3 separate regions of the Mus musculus genome follow, and regions 2 and 3 are each linked to region 1. A link is a contact called in public promoter capture Hi-C data. All regions are on one chromosome and are shown on one strand. Each heading gives the region's core, a stretch centred on a gene start, on an enhancer-like site or on the middle of the called end of the contact. The rest is flanking DNA. Distances are from core to core; before and after follow the strand shown. Region 1 holds the start of Zc3h12d (zinc finger CCCH type containing 12D). Region 2 holds the start of Nup43 (nucleoporin 43). Region 3 has its middle 30 kb from the start of Gm30820.

Evidence for each region. Promoter capture Hi-C pulls out the DNA fragments that hold promoters and counts their contacts.
Region 2: a contact with region 1 is called in a promoter capture Hi-C map of macrophages, with 5 read pairs. The contact joins the promoter of Nup43 here to the promoter of Zc3h12d in region 1. A contact is called at or near these places in 2 of 39 promoter capture datasets (cranial neural crest and macrophages), 4 of 115 datasets of contacts at active chromatin or transcription factors (the 230-238 cell line, effector CD8 T cells, embryonic stem cells and 1 more) and 3 of 9 other capture datasets (adipose tissue, liver and pancreatic islet).
Region 3: a promoter capture Hi-C map of neutrophils shows a contact between it and region 1, with 2.1 times the contacts expected there. The contact joins the enhancer-like site here to the promoter of Zc3h12d in region 1. A contact is called at or near these places in 7 of 39 promoter capture datasets (the 3T3-L1 cell line, the C10 cell line, embryonic stem cells and 3 more), 1 of 115 datasets of contacts at active chromatin or transcription factors (CD8 T cells) and 1 of 9 other capture datasets (embryonic stem cells).

The regions. Positions count from the first base shown.
Region 1 is chr10:7,830,794-7,835,037 of GRCm38.p6, reverse strand. It overlaps Zc3h12d (zinc finger CCCH type containing 12D), which reads right to left and starts at 2,568. Exons shown (of 6, transcript NM_172785.3): 1 at 2,476-2,568.
Region 2 is chr10:7,665,220-7,669,056 of GRCm38.p6, reverse strand. It overlaps Nup43 (nucleoporin 43), which reads right to left and starts at 1,553. Exons shown (of 8, transcript NM_145706.2): 1 at 1,376-1,553; 2 at 933-1,055. The coding sequence starts at 1,495. It also overlaps a transcript of Pcmt1 not described here.
Region 3 is chr10:8,008,005-8,012,180 of GRCm38.p6, reverse strand. No RefSeq gene overlaps it. Among named protein-coding and RNA genes, the nearest start is that of Gm30820, 30 kb to the right of the region's middle. Within about 2 kb of position 2,095, at least 31 of the 459 cell types and tissues checked have an H3K27ac peak or open chromatin away from gene starts, as enhancers often do. A contact at or near this core is called in neutrophils, where this site is marked.

The DNA.
Region 1 (4,244 bases), core at 1,319-3,818:
AGGAGCATCTCCACGAGGCGCCCTCTGTTTATTTTGTAACTACTGCTGGGTGGGACAAGAGCATCTAAAATGAAGAGACTTGTGCCGATGGGGTGAGCAGGCAGGTGGCCGTATGGCCCTCCCTGTGGCTGCTTCTTTCTATGGAGCCAGCCAGTCATCTGCCACAGAGCCTTTTCTGAGAAGACTTTCAAAAGGTACGTGTGCCACCAGACAGCTGTTTTTAGACAGCTGTTAGTTACAAAACTAACAGAGAATTCACCTACTTCAGAAAATAATTCTCCCTGGGGACCCGAACAGTAACTTTAGTTCCTTTTAAGACACATGATTTCTAAATAAGGGAGGAAGCAGGAGTGGGTAGGGGCCTGCTCTCAAGCCTCTTCACTTTGACGAGCTCGTCTTTGAGCTGTTAGTTCTCAGCTGCTTAAGTGTGACCTTGTTATTTTTAAAAATCTTAGAGTCTGAACAGCTTCGTCTAAGTTTTCTTCCTCAGTCTTGACTGGAAGTCCCAGATAGCCCAGAAGATCAGTGACGAAATCTTACAGATTTCATCATGAGACCTCAGAAGGGTCAGCATCCCAACCCTCTCTTCTTTAGGACTGATGGCAGACACAACTGTCCCGTGTCCCTTGATGGCAGACACAACTGTCCCGTGTCCCTTCTAAAAGCAGCAAACCCAGGTTTGACGACTCCCCAAGCTGAAAGCCTGCCCTCTTTGCCTGGAAGAGCCTCTGGAGAAATTGAGGAGAGACTGAAACAGGAGAAAAAGTGAAGGATAAAGGTGGAGAAACAGCAGCCCCCTGTGCACAGCACTGCCTATCATGAGGGGCTGCCTCCTACACTGTGGAAAACTTAGCCTCCTTTTGAAGGGGAAAGTGCGAGCCTGCTCCTCGCACCGAGGTTTATGTGAGGAAACCGAGGGAAAGAGCCTTTGGTGACTTGGCCAGGGTGCTACTAGATAGTGATATTTGTCATCCAGACCAGAGAGCCCCCTCCAGTGGCCACCTGTAGTGCAAACCCACAGCACTAAGCCCCCAGACTACTCATTAGGCACCCAGTCCTGGTCCACAGGCCACTTGAAGTCAATCACAGCAGTGAGGAGACGGTCAGCCTGGTCTTAGCTTCTCAACAACGCCACGAAGTTTGGTGGTCAGCACAGACTTCCAGTCCCAAGTGGGGCTAGCTACCAGTCAGATTTGTTTTGGTTTGGTTTTGTCAGAGTTTGAGGAAGTCACAGAGACTCTAAGATTTCATCCCACAGGGCTGATTTTTTTTTTTTAAGCCTGCTCACTTCTGCCTTTTTAAAAGAGAATTTGTAATTTAAAAACTTATTGCAGAGGGCTAGGCCTGTATCTTAGTAGCAGGGTGCTTGCCTGGCTTGCACAAGGCCCCATTTTAACCATCTCTAAGCTCACCTGTATGGGTGAGTAGTCTACACTTTGCTCACCCATCTCCAGAACTCTCCATCCCTTGAAATCCATCCTCCTGAGCCCCCAAGCCCTGCCCTGCCCTAGCTAGTAGCCATCTTTCTGCTGTGTCCAGGAATCTGGCCCACAGGAGTGGGATCGCACAACATGTATCCTCTGACACTATTCATTCTACTTAGCTCAACAACCTCAAGCTCCTACCGTGTTGTGTCCAAATTTCCCTTTTGTTTGAGGCAGAATCACAACCCATGTGGATTATGAATCATAATCCATATGTGTGTGTGTTCACTCACAGGGGCTACTTTGGCTGCTTCTGTCTCTTGGCTACTGTCACTCAAACTGTTATGAACATGTTCTGGCCTGGACTTTTGTTTTCTCCTCAGACTTACTCCCTGCCACCCCCATCCTTCTCTGCTGCTATAGGTAACTTACAGGCATGCTTGAAGCATTTAGAGCCATGGGCCATAGACCTATCCTTAGGCCAGGTCCATATTAGCATCATCAGGCCTGGGAGAAAACTCCCTAATCTTGGGTGACAAAGCTTGGGTTTCTAGTTCTGCAAAGAATTAGCCATATCAGGCTAAGACCAATCAATCTCTTCATCAGTCTTGAGGCTGCTGCCAAAACTCCTGATCTCTCTCCAGCCAGGAAAGTAGACCCCGCCGAGCCACTGTCTAGACTGGTAGACACTTTAGTGAGCCTGGAAAGAATAAAGCAATGTCCACTCCTGAACGCCACAGCATTCAACGTTGCTACGAAGCCCGCAGATGGGAGGTTTACTTCAATTGGCTGGATTAACCCCCGTCCTCCCCCGTCACACAGAATGATCCTTGATAAAACTGAGCAGACCCTGCATCTAAAGGCAGTTAATGATGCTTACCGTATTTCCGTAATTTGAACACCTAACAGAACGTCTCAGGTGTGAGAAGCCAGGGTGTTGAGGGCAGTCCTGGCTCACACACCTGTCTCTAACATGCCCTTCTCCCATGCCCTTGACTGAAGTCTGTACTGTGCCTGCCACGTTAATTGATAGCAGGGCACAAGCACTCACCAGCAGGGTGTGTCCCTCGGGCTCTCACAGCAGACTTGGCCCAGCTGCCTGAGCCTTCCCAGTGCCCCTCTCTTTTCAGCTAGGGAGTGCTCTGCTCAGTCCCTCAGGAGTTGCTGGAGTCAGAGGAGGGCCAGCGCCCAGGCCACACCCCTGCTAGAAGCTGATCCAAGCCTGCGCTCCACTTCCTGCGCAAGGCACGTTCAGCTGCAAAAGGTACTTACACTTTGTGTTAAAGAGAAAAGGAAGAAGGCAGTGAGAGGTAGGAAGTTCACGCCTCCGCCCCAGTCAAAGCAAAGTACAGCAACCGTGCAAAACAAACGCGCCTCCTCCCGGGACAGCCAGGAGTCCAAGAGGGCAAAAGCACCGCGAATGGAATCGGAGGGTGAGAAGAGCTGCTAAGTTCCCACTCCTGGTGGCTGGGAAGCCCATCTGCTTGAAGATGCTCTAGGGGAAGTCGATGCTCAGCTGAAGAAGACCATAGACTGTCAAAGGGAAGCGGGAAGGGCAAAGACCGCCTCAAGTTGTTCATGGAACTTGGGCTGAGAGGATTCTGCCCGTCACCCACAAAGCCAGGAGTCTCAAGAAGTAATGACCCCCTGTGGAAAAAGGGCTCAGCGGCTCTCTTTACTGCAGTCCTACATGGAGTGAGTGACAGCTTTCTCTAACTGAGGAGCTCACATCTGATCCCAGGCCTACACAATGCACCATTCAGCCGCTATACATAGAGCAAGTACAGAGAGCAGACTCAGAATTCTGTTTCCTGAATTTGGGGTCTTTCATAGCAATGCAAAAAAAAAAAAAAAAAAAAAAAAAAAAGGTATAGCAGCCCACCTCCCACCAGATAACACCCCTAACAAAGACTTCTTCAAGGATATAGCTAAGGAGTTAAGCTGAGTTTTGAACCCGGGACTTGGGTCTGAGGAAGCAAGAATGCCCTGGCTTTCTCCTGGGTGATGGAGATTAGAAATCAGGTCCTCCTGATTTCTAATCAGGAGGAAAAAGGGCTCGGCGGCTCTCTTTACTGCTTGCACAGCAAACACTCTTACCCACTGGGTCATTTATGTTTTTTGAAACACCGTCTTTGTATGTATTCTAGGCCATCCTTGAGCATGCTATACCTAGGCTAGCCTTGAACTCAGTCCTCCTACCTCGGCCTCCCAGTGCTGAGATTAAAGGTGTGAACTACCACACCTAGCCTTGAGAGCTTAGGTCTAAGACAACAGGTCTCAGAAGCTCTGGGAAGATTATTAAGATGGACCGGGGATATGGGATATAAAAATCTTGATTTATAGGCCATTGAGATGCCTTAGCAGGTAGAGGCACCCATGGCCGAGGCTGATAACCTGTGATACCTAGGACCTACATGTGGAAGAAGAGAACCCATTCCTGCAAGCTGTCCCTTGACCTTGACACACACTGTGGCAGAGTGCACATACACACACACACACACACGAAATCCTAAAATTATGAGTAGACAGTGCCTCGGGAGCCTCCTCCTCCATATATGCACATGCATTCACACACACAGATGCACACATATGAACAAAAATGATGGTGTCAGCTGGGCAGTGGTGGCACACATCTTTTGTCCTAGCACTCGGAAGGCAGAAGCAGGCAGATCTCTGAGTTCAAGGGCAGCCTGGTCTACAGATTGAGTTCTAGGATAGCCAAGGCTACACAGTTAAACCCTGTCTCAAAAAAAATTTTTTTTAATTGTCAGACTAGAATGTGTTTAGTGATGGCCAAAAGAGGAGACACCATTTTGGCTG
Region 2 (3,837 bases), core at 304-2,803, 160 kb after region 1:
AGTCAGGTGCTCTTACCCACTGAGCCATCTCACCAGCCCCCATACTTTTTTTTTTTTTGGTTTTTTGAGAAAGGGTTTCACTGTATAGCCCTGGCTGTCCTGGAACTCACTCTGTAGACCAGGCTGGCCTTGAACTCAGAAATCCTGCCTCTGCCTCCCAAGTGCTGGGATTAAAGGCCTGCGCCACCCCGCCCAGCACGATTTTTTTTTTTTGGATTGGGGTGTGCTTATGTGTGTGTGGGTTTGTCTCTGATGCCCAAACTCATCTTGACCTCCTGTTGTCTCAGTTTCCTAAGTAGCTGGGACTAATATAAACGCTAATTTCTACCAAGTTGTTAAAGAATGACATAAGAATAATCCCACACGATATTTACCATGTATGTTCAAAAGACCCTGTCCATCCATCTGATCAGCGAAGCAGTGAGTCTTACTTGAGGGTGGGGATACAGACACTCAAAGCAGAGAGTTCTTGCCTAGCTCTCATAAGTGCTGAGATTATCTTCATCCCAACATGAAATGATAAACCTGACTCACAGACATGTAGTCTAAATTAACATACCTGTATAAAACTTACCAAACATCGTTTGGCACATAGATGGACAAATATTGTTATTTAAGATAAGGTCTTGCTATGTATATGTAGCCCTGACTAGCTTTGAGATCCCTCCTGCCTCTGCATCCCAAGAACTGGAATTAGAGGCTTGTACCACCATGCCCGGTTTGGGCAATTCATTTTCAAACTGATTTACCTGAATTCCATTTCCCAGCCCCACTTCTGAGACTAAGTGCCTAATATGATGGCATGGCAAATTTAAATTCATAGAGATTAGTGCTGTAAATCAGGGGTAAGGGTAGACAAACTATAAGGTGCCTTGTTACCTCTAAATAGTCTCAAATTTCCTAAATTAGCTTTGGCAGACAATCAGATTTACCTGTAAATCCATGACATCCCCATGATGTCTAATATCGCACAGTAACTGATGGTCTCCTTCAAACCCTCCGTCAGAATCCAAGTTTCCAAAATCTCCAATAGACCACAGTGAAACGCAATTTTCCTGCAAAGCAGACAGTTTTAGCTTGAGGTGACGAAAACATCAACTCTAGGAAAGTCAGATTCAGATTGCCTTTCGGGCGACCTTGCTTCAATAGCATCTCAGACAAACGATATGGTTAAGAGTTGAAAAGATCAGAGATATGGCCAAGTTTGGACGGTATGACTACAGACTTGGTGAGGGTTTAAAACCAGATCCCAGGCTCAGACACACCACCAGGGCTCTCAAGTAGCGGGCAGCTAAACCAGACCAGCAAGCCCGCTTTCGCGCGCCAGCGCGGGGGGCGTGGAGCAGAGCAGCCGGGGCCCGCCCAAACCCGGTACCTCATTGTCCCAAGAGCCCGTGGCAAAGGTCTCTGTGGTCTGCAGGCTCCCGGAAGGCACTGGCCGCCAGCGGGTTTTGCTAATTTTCTGAGACACGAACTTAGCATAAATTTCCTCCATGCTGAAACCAGCAAGAAGGTTCAGCAGAAAGCACACTGCGCGCTCCTCAGGCCCGCCCCTTCCTGCGCAGTTCTGATTGGATGAGACCTCCTGAAGGAGACGGTGGCTGCAGACAGCCAATTCTCGTCAGCAGGAGCACACGCCAGCCCTTGGGCTGAAAGAATTTGAGATGTTCTTTCATGTCGGCAGCTCTGAACAAAAACCCAAACCCTTTGGCAACAAGATACACTTCTGCCCGGCGTGGTAGCGCACGCCTTTAATCCCAGAACTCGGGAGGCAGAGGCAGGCGGATTTCTGAGTTCGAAGCCAACCTGGTCTACAGAGTGAGTTCCAGGACAGCCAGGGCTACACAGAGAAACCCTGTCTCGAAAAAACAAGAACAAAACAAAAAAGATACACTTCTAATGCCAAGTCAGTCTAGGAACACTGAAAATATATTTGTGCAATAGCTGTGTATGTAATTCTAGAAGAATTTTCTTTACAAAATTAGGGTTTTTGTTCTTTTAAATGAACTTTATTATAAAATGTTGCAAACAACAACAAAAACCAAAATTAATCTGACCCCAAAGACTAAACAGCCCAATGTACTTTTGTACTTTTAGCATAGTCATTCCGAAGCTGTGTAGCTCCATATTGGATTTTATACTTTTACTATCTAGTATATATTTATTTTATCATCAAATATATTTTATGCAATTATCAACCACCAAAACAATAAAATCATTACAGATTTAGAACTCAGGAAACAATTACCTTTAATATTCTTTGATAACTAATTTTTTTAAAAATTATTTTTAATTTTTTAGAAGAGATTCTAAAATCTTATTTTATGTGTATGAATGTTTTGTTTGCACATATGTATGTGTGTGTGCTGCGTGTGTTTATGCCTAGTGGTAAGGCCAACAGAGGGGACTGAAGTCCCTATAACTTGAGTTACACAAAGTTATGACCTGCCTTGTGTGTGCTGGGAAATGACCTCAGGTCCCCTGGCGGAGCAACATGTCTCCAGCCTTTAAACACAGCTTTCTTCTTAGTATTTTAATTATTCATATGTATGTATGTATTTGCATGTGTATATGTGCATGTGAGGCCTGGTGCCTGAAGACCTGAATGTCCTAGAGTGGAGTTAGAGGCAGGTGGGGCCATACCCTTGTGAGTGCCGAGAAGCCAACTCTAGCTCTCTGCAAGAACAGCAAATACGTTTTAACTGCGAGCCATCTCTCTCGCCCTGACAGAGAAAAATCTAAGAGTAAAAATTAAAAAAGAATGCAGGGGGATATATCTTGTGCCAGTCTATGCCCTTCGTTGTACTTCACTGAACATAAAAAAAAAAAAAAAAAAAAAAAAACAAAAACAAAAAAAAAACACTTTAAAAACCCTTAGGGCTGGAAGGATTGCTTAACCACTAACAGCACTTGTTTCTTCCACAGGGCCTGGATTGGTTCAGTTCCCAGCATCTACATCACCAGTGGCTCACAACCATCCATTGGTACACATAAGGTGCACATACATACATGCAGGCAAAGACATTACCGGGAACGGTGACACATGCCTTTAATCTCATCACTCTGGAGACACAGGCAGATCTCTGTAAGTTCCAGGCCAGCCAGAGCTACATAGTAAGACTCTGTCTCAAAAACAAAACAAAACACCCATATGCATAAAATAAACGTATAAAAACTTTCAGCCTCCTCAGCTAGGACTGGGTGTGTAGTTCCGCATTAAAATTATAGGTCCTGAGTCATACCTCTAGTAACAAGAAAAAGGACCCTTAAATTACCCTGGAAGTATTTTCATTAAGGTACCAAATTAATATCTTCCTCTTCTGATTCAAAGTTGACTCACAACAGTAGGAGGAGTCTGGAATTAGAATTTGGAACTCTAGTTTTATCTTCACAAAGATTTATGTGTATGAATGTTTGCCTGCACATACATGTGTGCACCACACGCTAGCCTGGTGCTCAAGAAGGTAAAAAGAGGGTCTAGGATTCCCCCTGGAACTAGGGTTACAAAGGATTGTCAGCCACCACGTGGGTGCTGGGAATTGAACCCAGTATCCTCTGGAAGAGCAATCAATGCTCTCTACTGCTGACCCATCTCTCCAGGCCGTTCGGCTTTTTTTCTTGCTTTGTCAACCTGGTGAGTTCATTTAGACACATAATTAACAATGAGTTTGCTGAGAACTGTGTCACTCGGCAACTTCCCATTCCTACGGTATGTCTGTGCTCTTGGTAACTCCTATGATATTCCTCCACTCCTATTTTGCATAATCTTGTCCACCCTTCAAGGCTCAGTACCCATGTGTACCTTTTCCTGATGGCTGCAGTCTGCGTTGTTCTAGC
Region 3 (4,176 bases), core at 846-3,345, 180 kb before region 1:
TAGTCTCCCAAACATGCACTTTTGATCTGGCTGAAAGGGACTGTAAGCATCTATGCTTGTTGCCTGGTTTTTCCTGCCCCAGTGCATTGTAGGTATCTGGTCTCTATAGAGATTCTTAAGCCTACCAAGCTCCTTACTCAGCTTCATCTTGGTCACATGATCCTCTTACCAGTCCCAGGACCTCTCTTCAGACCTAGAGCTTATCAGAGAGCTGTTTTGGGGAGGGATCTCTTACGTTCAGTCAGTCAGATCTGTTGAACTTACAAAGTCAGTTCAGAGGTCGCCAGGTCACGTGAAGGCTTTCTCTTCTCAAATTCTGAGCCTCCGAATCCTGTTTGCCTTTCCTTGTATTTTAAGTCAACATTCCACAAGAGTTTATGAAAATTGTATGTGTCTGAGTTTCCCTTACCAGCTATCACACTTTCTGCCAAGGTGCTCGTAAGGAACACTATGCTCACACAAATTCCACCTTGCTCATTAAAATTTACAGAAGGTTGCAATTTCCCTAATTCCTTCTGTGACCCTCCGGGGAAATGAAAGCTGTCAGTGAGCTAAGTCAGGAATTTTCTCAAGACCTGCTGTAAAAGATATGAGACATCCTGATGAGACTGCTGGACTACTCCCCACCCCCAACACACACAACTGTACTTCAGCCATGTGTCTGTGTCTGGGGTCTCCAGCATCCTCTCCCCCTTGCCAAAGGAGCACTAGTATCCCCCTCTTCTCAGCCTCTGTCTTTCTACGCACCTTCAGGTATCTGATAACCCTCTCCGCACTTCCCCTCGCCCACCCATACAAGCACACAAAGAGGGGAAGTAACGTTAAATTTTTGCTGAAGAACGGGAGTACATCTCTCTGAACTACCCACTCTGAGCTGTTCGTACAGAGAAAAGAATCAACTGTTTCTACTTGGACGCTGAGGGAAGACGTTGGTGCTGAGCTAACATGAACGGGGTCCTTAAGGATGTGTTCTCTCTCAAAGAGCAGGAAGTACACTATAGACAGAGGCAACATAATCAATGAGCAAGAGAAAGAGATGAAGTGGAAATGACAAAGGACCTGAGATGGCACAGTATGGAGACAGGGCAGGGTGGGGCTTTCGTGCACCCTTCAGATCCATAAGGGAAAAGACTAGGAGCTCAGGAAACATTTATTATTCATGGATGTTGAGTGGGAGTAGGTGGAGCCAGATTTTAAGGGGCATTTTATGGCATACTGGGAAGTCTAAGCTTGGGTTTGTAGCAATGAAAATGCACCAAACTTTCTTAAATCAAGGAAGTGTCATAATTACATCTCTTAAGACGATATAACATAGGTTTTGAGGGAGGCATTTTTGAAGAAGTAGAGCTTCTAAACTTTTCTAAACAGCATGATGGACTTTGCTTCAGCTTTTTCCTTCTTTTGCTGTAGATTTGCCCCAGTCGTGATTATTCTCAGGAAATTACATTCCCCAACAGTGATAGTTGACCTTCAGTGGCTACTTGGAAGTACGATGGAGTCACATCTCTGGATGTGTCTGTGTAGGTCTTTCTAGAGAGAAGCCACTGAAAAAAGAAAGGTCCACCATGCTTCTGGGTGGCATCTTCCAGTGGGCTGGAGCATGGATGGGATATAAGGGGAAAGGAGAAAGCCCATGGATGCCATCATACCTTATATTCTGCCTCCTGGCCCATTGAAATGTGCAAAGGCGGACTCACGAATCCACTGCCACAGCCAGGACCCCTTCTTACCTAAGCCATCCTCACTATAATGGGTTGGACCTTCAAACTGTGAGCTGAAGCAAATCCTCCCTTAGACCTTCTTGTCAAGCTTTTGGTCTCAGCAATAGGACAAGTAGCCAATGTTCCACCAAACAAAAACAAAAAACAAAACCAGCCCACTTAGCAGCAATAGTAAGAGTTTGCCACATTGCCACATTGCCACATTGCCACAGAGGTTCCTGAAGCTGATGCTTTTGTTGTTGTTGTTGACTCTCCTGAGAAACCTCATTTGCTCACACTAATATTCAAATGGCATGAGGTCTCCTGTTCTCATGAGGTCTCCTGTTCTCAGTTTTTCTGACATTTTGGTTTCTGTTCCTGTTTCCCTGCAAACCCCCTGGATGTGCAGATCACTGTGAGTTGATCCCCTCCCTCTTCCTGTTGACAGTCTTTCTGTCCCTTACTCAACTCTGAGTGACTGTAAGTGGGGACAGGCTCCACAGCAGGTCATCATAGGGGCCACTGTAAAACTAACAGATGAGTGTTGGTCACTTCTCATTCTGCACTACAGAACACAGGTGTCTGCTCGGTTTGTTGCTGGTCACTTCTCTAGCCCCTCATCCTGTAAGTTTCTAGGTGCATGGGCTGAGGGAAAGGTGTCAAATGAAGTAGACGGTAGTTTTGCCCCTCATGACTCAGAGTGAGTCCCAGTTGGAAAAATAACTCGTGGCCCTAGCATTTCACACTAAAGGAAGAATTCTCACTTTAAATGACAGGATTTGGGATCCAGTCATGTTTTCCTCTCGGTTTGCTTGAAAATCATCCTGGGTCTAATCCTGCAACAGTCACGGACATAGAGCAGCCCCACACAGGAGTCCTAGGCACTTTGAAGACTTTCTTGTTGCCAAACTCCTCAGCCGCAGGATTACCAGATCACTCACCAAATGAGACAGGAGGACAGTCTCCCAACACAAACGGATGCTCTCGAATTCCTACACCGATCTCAGTTATAAAAAGTTAAGCACCCATGGCATGATTTGTGGCCGCTCCAAAAAGACTTTCACTGGACTTTGTCAAAACAAGTACTGGATTTAAAAAATCTAAAAGCATTATGAAATTCGGCCTCGCTACTATAAAAACACTTGTACTACCTTACAAACTCTAATTTTCCTGGAACTTGTAGGCGCTCTTAAGCTAACCATTGAATGAAACTCAATTTTCTTTTCTTGTTTTATTTTTCTTGTTTCTTTTTTTTTTTCTGAAAACATCTCAAGGAAGCTTAATTCATGACAGGATTTGCTTGAGATTGTTCCTATTAAATATCACAGAGACTTCCAGGACTGTCAGATACTTGAGCTATAAATGTAAGAGAGCACAAACAGCAAACTCGGGACAAGTATTCTCTATGCTTCTCCTAAACCTGAATGTGGCAGTCCTAGGAAGTTGACAGAGTCAGGCAACCATGGCAAAAGTTTTTGTCTTTCAAAATAAGTTTAATGTTCAAGTGTTTGTGCTTTGCTCATCGTGAAAATTCCCACACTACTTTTGATCTTTAAAAATATTCCATAATGGGATTCAGAGATGGCTCAGTGAATGCAGCTGTGCACATCTGTAATACCAGTTCTCCTGTTGTGAGATGGAGGTGGAGACAGGAGAGTCCCTGGAGGGGCCAGCTTAGCTTATGTGGCAACACACAAAGAAAGGGAAACCCTATCTCTTTTACAGGGCAACCTTTAGTTTCCGTCCTCACCTTCAATACATGCACATCCACACTTACACACACACACACATACATACATTATACATACAATATGCATACATATACACATACATACATACATCATACACACATACATACATACATCATACACACAACAAATTAAGTTTTCAAATATTTCATTAGTATTTATCTTCATTAAATATCTGGACATTCTTGAACTTTTAAGCCGTTTTCTCTCATCTCAGCTCCACTGCATCTTTGTCATAGCATTTCCAACGTCTCCCAACTACACAGACAGAATCTGTTCTTCCTCAAACTTTACTGTAAAGTTTGCCATGTAATTTTCTTGGGCCAATAGGATGAGACAGAAGAAATAATGGTGTTTCACTCCCAAGATTAGGATTTGATTGGGCTGCCATGAAGTCACTTTCTCCAAGACTTTTGTCACCGTGACCACAAGAAATATCCTTTGATCTTAGGAGAAGCTACATGGAACAGAGGATAAAAATATGGAACAGAGCCACCCCAATCAAGCCTTATCAAGCCAAAGCACGAACTGTGAGCTTAGTCCACGCTACAATTGGGGTTTTGTGGTTTCTTGGTACTTGAAAATGTAGTACACATATCACCAACTGTTTCCCTTTGGCTAAGCTGGTGTGAGTTAATCATGATAATCCCACAACCATTCACTCTGTCAGTAACTGACTGGAGAATAGGAGTGTCTAGTCCCATTGGAGACTTCTACACACACACACA